2 separate regions of the Mus musculus genome follow, and region 1 is linked to region 2. A link is a contact called in public HiChIP or PLAC-seq data. All regions are on one chromosome and are shown on one strand. The core of a region is the stretch at or near the end of the contact, and the rest is flanking DNA. Distances in the headings are between cores, read along the strand shown. Region 1 overlaps Ptbp3 (polypyrimidine tract binding protein 3). Region 2 overlaps Susd1 (sushi domain containing 1).

Region 1 (2,700 bases), core at 176-2,675, 140 kb before region 2:
TGGGACTTCATCCCAAATTCATTTTAATGAGCAGATCATCTAGAAAGAAATCACCAGGGAAGCATCAGAGATAAGGCATACTACAGAACAAGTGGGTCTGACAGACATTTAAGTAACATGCTGCCCAGCAGGTGTAGAATGTGTATTCTTCTGCATGTGCTTATAGTCAGAGGCTACAAGACAAATCTAAAAGATCGAAGAACTTGACATGAGAGTTTGCTTTCTCTGAATACAATGAGAAAAGTAAAGCCAAGAGAACTTTAGAAATAGTAGAAGTAAGCTGGAGAGTGATGGTGCATGCCTTTCATCCTAGCACTTAGAAGGCAAAGATAGGCATAGCTCTGAGTTCAAGGTCAGCCTGGTCTAGAGAGTGAGTTCTAGATCAAGACTATGCTGTGAAACCCTAGTCCCTTGGAAAACTCACATGTCTAAAATATTTATGACTTCTAACAGCAAAACTACAGTTATGAAATAGCAAGGAAAATAATTTTATGAGGGTCATCATAGCACGATGAACTGTATTAAAAGTTCACAGCAATTGGAAAGTTGAAAACCACTGCACTGAATTACTTAAGCAAGGACATTTTTGGGGTGTGTGTGTGTGTGTGTGTGTGTGTGTGTGTGTGTGTGTGGTTTTAACATAGAGTACATGAAAAAAGTTGTAAGTTCTGTGAAGGAAGTTATAAAGGAGAGCAATCAGTAGGGCTAGACCAGGGCCAAGGAGATAAAAGCTCAGTACAGCAGGGGACAAGATCCAGGGCCCTGGCTAGGAATGGCAGAGGAGGGAAAAGGGAAAATACGATTAGGTGTATCTTCTAGGCAACTGATGATACAGATGCAATATGGTATCACTGCATAATAGTACTTTATTTCTGTTTATGGAACAAATTACTAAGAGCAGGACAAATGAAATTTTTATTCTGGAAAGTTTCACAAAAGATTGTTAGTCCATCTGCTAGAAATTTTGTTTTGATTTTGTACTTGGGTATTTATTTCAATATTTCATGAGTATGTTCATTTAAAGAAAGAATCCTAGAGATTTAAGACTTTTTAGATAGTTTGTTTCCCTGATGGTCTTGATAGGTAAAAGAAATGATACCTTATCCTAAAATTTCATGTGCATGTTATATCTGATCTGAATTTAGGTTTTTGGTTTAGTTTCAAAATCTTAAATTTTACTTCAGTGGCTTTCCTCGATTGACATATTGTCTTTTAATCACATTAATATTCTTTCTTGAATTGCAAATAAAACCAGTTCCCATCAAATTTGATAAACAAACATTTGTACTGCTTAATAACAGTATTCCTTTGCTTTGTTGGCCCTGTATATTTAGTTTGTCAGTCAGAGGGAGCTTCAATAATTGATGCTTGAAGCAAATGAAGCTGATTTATGTGTTGACATCGTCAGAGAGCTAACAAGTCCACAGGAAATTGCTGGACTTATGTAAACTGACCATGTGTTTCTAAGGAGACTGTTGATGCAGTCTTAACCTCCCTTCCACACTTGCCACATGATGTCTCATTTTTCATTCTGTTAAGACCTCCTTGGCAATGCTGTTAATTGTTTACCCATGATGCACTCTTTATCCTCCTGCTAAGCATCCTTGTTGTCTTTGAGGAGAGAACTGGCTCCCTTGCACACATATGTCACATAAAGTAGTGATAACACAAGAGTGTTTCCTTTGTGATCAACCTCTTAATATTTGAGATTACTTTGTTCTGTGGGACAGTAGTTTATGTTTTTAATAAACAATTGCATGTATTTTTAAAGATTTATTCTGTAATTGATGACACTTGGTTGTTTTCAGCTGCTCTAGTTTGAATAGTGTTCTGGGAATATCCTTATGTCTAATTATATATAAGTCAGCATATCTTGGGTGTGTACATAGCAGTAGGTCACAGGGATCTTTTAGATATTCATATATTTGACTTTCATTGGTTGAATAGCATTACAAGTTGTACCAATGTATATTTCCATTAAATCACATCCAGCTAAGTCCCATGTAATTCTAAGAGTTTTTTTGCTCTGCCTTGACTGATGCTCCATTCTACTACTTTTCTTCACATGATGGTATTCTGTTAGGGAATTAACTTATATGTCCAAATAACCAGTAAGAGTAAACTTGTTTTCCTATGTTGATCACTATGTTAGAAAAATGTTTCTTGTTTATTTACAGTGATTGGGCTTTAGAGTAAAGACTTCCTCTTGTGTGGGGCATATGCTTGTTATAGAGTGAAAGCAAAGAGAATAAAACCAACAAAACGGCTATCCTATGCTTTTTTGGTTAAATGTTTTTGTGTTCATGCTCCAGAGGCCAAAGCCTATCACAAAACTATGCTCAATGCCAGTGAGGCAGAAAGGTGCTCTCCCAAGCCAGGCATTGGAAGTCATGGGGCCGTGCATGGAAGAGGGTGATCCTTTCACTAGAAAGGACAAAGTGCAGGTGCTACACAGTGCTCACAGTCTATTGCCACTTGACGGGATGCTGCTCACTTTCTTCCATTTGTACCTCATTCTCATTTCTTGTGTTTTGCTCTTTTACATTTTTTTTAAGATTTATTTATTTATTATATGTAAGTACACTGTAGCTGTTTTCAGACAATCCAGAAGAGGGAGTTAGATCTCGTTACAGATGGTTGTGAGCCACCATGTGGTTGCTGGGATATGAACTCCGGACCTTCGGAAGAGCAGTTGGGTGC
Region 2 (2,700 bases), core at 141-2,640:
AGCCAGCTGAGAAAATGTATTCTATGAACCATTTTCTTGCAGGAGTATACCCTTAACACATTTTGATATGACATCTTTTTCACACAAGAGATGATAAAATTCAAGGAGTTAAGTCTTATCTAATTGCATTATACCGGTTTGTTTTCATTATGCAGTCCGTTGGTGTTGTGTACATCTACACCATGGTAGAACTAGTCTCCAGAACATCTTATCTTCTAAAACTGGAACCCATCATTTCTTCCTCCCCTCAGACGTTGGCACCCTGCCATTGCGCTTTCTATCTCCCAGGAATGAGACTACTGTAGGCACTCCATGGATGTAGGATCATATGATACTTGAGATTTTTTTTCAAAGCTTGGCTTATTTCACTTAGCATAATATTTTTAAGGCTCACCAACAATACAGGATATGCCATTTTCCTCACTTTTTAGAAGTGAAAAATATTCTATTGTATGTGTGTATACATGCATACATACATATATGCAACACTATCTTTTGTGTGTGTGTGTTTCTTTTTGTTTTTGTTTTTTTTTTTTTTCAAGACAGGGTTTCTCTGTGTAGCCCTGGCTGTCCTGGAACTCACTTTGTAGACCAGGCTGGCCTCAAACTCAGAAATCCGCCTGCCTCTGCCTCCCGAGTGCTGGGATTAAAGGCGTACGCCACCACACCCGGCTGCAACACTATCTTTTGTCTGTATCCGCTTTCACAGTACTAAGACTATACAAGTAGGCCACCATGACCTATCTTTTTATGGAAGTTCTGGGTATCGAACTTGGGACCTCACACTTGCGTGACAAGCACCTATGGTCTGAGCCATCTCCCCATCCCCAAGAGAGAATTTGATGACATCCATCCTGCCCATCTTTCCGTCCCACAGATAGATATTCGGTGCGCTCTGTGTGTGAAGCACACATTTGAAATTTACAGTGTGGTAGGAGAACCAGATCTCTCCTGAGGAAGTGCACATTCATATGTCCTTGTAATGGTTTGTAAATAAATTCAAAGCATTAGAGACTGCTGAAGCCTGTGGGGAAGGAACCCTGGGAGGAGATAGACAATGCTTACATTTAGCTATCGCCATCATACCTGCAAAAGATGTAGGCTGCGGAGTCAGGAGGAAACAGAAGGCAAGAATCCAGAGATGGAGGCCACCTTGTCTCCCTGGCCAAGCAGAGAAGCAAGGACACGCCAGTACCATCTTCCACTTTCTCTGAGGCCAAGCTCACGAGACTGATGGCCTCTCTGGCAGCACCTCCAGGACTTATCTGAAGGATGTAAGACAGCTTTCTCCCAGAACCGTCCCCCCAAGAAACAGCTTGTGTGAGAGAGCTTCTTACAGCCGTGGTCCCTTTGCCATGTGTACGCTGCTCAAGGTCCTCTGCTGCCACCATTCAGAATCCAGTGGGGGCACAAGGATTAGTCACTACGTGAAAAACCAGGGGATCTGCATGGGGCACAGTAAGCTATTAATTAGCTGGTCCTTGTACAGCACTTTGAAGAACAAACATGTTATGTAACCGCTAATTATAATTACTGTCCTCAGCCCTCCACCTTTTACTAAGTCTGTGGCTCCAGCTGCAGCTGTTTCCATGGGCTTATGCAAGCTTTGATTTCGGGAGAGAAAAAAGGCATTCTCCCTGGGAGCTGGGCTCTTTCTGCGAGGAGGCTCGTGTGCCCTCCGTCAGGATTGGCAGCTAAATTCGATTTTCACAGATAAAGGGAGTGATTTGCATGCTGATGAAGTCATGCATCTCTGGAGAGGTGGGCTGGAGAAGCTTCTGGAAGTGGAGCAAGAGGTGCTGGTTGTCATGGTTCTTGCCTAGCTGCCCCTCCTTTCCCTTTCCCCGTTTTTCATCAGTCTTACGACATCCCGACTCCCACCCCCCGTGTGTCTTGTATTTATTTTACTGTGTCTCACGGTTCACTTCTTCCCCTATCATCATCTTTCCTTGTAGTCCCTCCGTCTTCCCCTCTGTCTGTATGTCTGTGTTTAATTCCAAACTGGGGAGAATGGATTATCTGTACACAGATTGCTTTGAATTATTTTAAAATACTTTTGAGGCTCTGTGCCTCTGAGTTAGTGGCTCAGATCTGTCATGTTTTTAATGGAGTGCAAACTCTAACAAGGTGGTAGGAGGTGAGGTTTTTTTTTTTTTTCCCCTCTACGGCCAGTTTGAACTAGAAACTCCAGACAGCTGGGAATTAGGTAACTACTTTCGTGTCTGGAAAAACCCGAGGTGGAAGCTTCACATTAATGACTCAGTTTTACTTCAGGATCAAAGAGGCTGATTTGTTCCTGATAAGGCTGTCCCTGCTTCCATTCTGTCCAGGTCATTTGCCTTTTATGTTCTGAGTCTGGGTTAATAATTACAAGGTTAACACTCCACACTCCATCACTCCGTGTTCTTAGGAGAGCAACAACTCCGTCGAAACACTGACTGTTCATCTCTCAGGAGCCTTTCTGCATCCCGGAATCTGCCCTGGGTACTGCTGCAAATGCTACCAAGCTCCTGTTCCCCTCGTTACCTTCTTGGTTATCAGCCCTTCTCACCAGCCTAGCAAGTGCTCACTTGCAGCTAGGAAAGAAGGGCTGGCTGGGATAAATGGGCACAGTACTACATTAGCCACACTACTGGGCTGAGTCTGAATATGTCTGTACCATTTGGACGACTGACATTATTGCTGTGTCCCTGCACACCA

Evidence for each region. HiChIP or PLAC-seq counts read pairs in DNA pulled down with a chosen protein or histone mark.
Region 1: a PDX1 HiChIP or PLAC-seq map of a beta-TC-6 cell line shows a contact between it and region 2, with 8 times the contacts expected there. The contact joins two enhancer-like sites. A contact is called at or near these places in 4 of 484 Hi-C or Micro-C datasets (CD4 T cells, bone marrow-derived macrophages and embryonic stem cells), 9 of 115 datasets of contacts at active chromatin or transcription factors (the HPC-7 cell line, the NIH/3T3 cell line, a beta-TC-6 cell line and 4 more) and 2 of 9 other capture datasets (adipose tissue and liver).

Annotation. Positions count from the first base shown.
Region 1 is chr4:59,527,371-59,530,070 of GRCm38.p6, reverse strand. The region is part of intron 1 of Ptbp3 (polypyrimidine tract binding protein 3); the gene reads left to right. Among named protein-coding and RNA genes, the nearest start is that of Ptbp3, 21 kb to the left of the region's middle. Within about 2 kb of position 1,425, at least 5 of the 459 cell types and tissues checked have an H3K27ac peak or open chromatin away from gene starts, as enhancers often do.
Region 2 is chr4:59,387,626-59,390,325 of GRCm38.p6, reverse strand. The region is part of intron 6 of Susd1 (sushi domain containing 1); the gene reads left to right. Among named protein-coding and RNA genes, the nearest start is that of Susd1, 50 kb to the left of the region's middle. Within about 2 kb of position 1,390, at least 85 of the 459 cell types and tissues checked have an H3K27ac peak or open chromatin away from gene starts, as enhancers often do.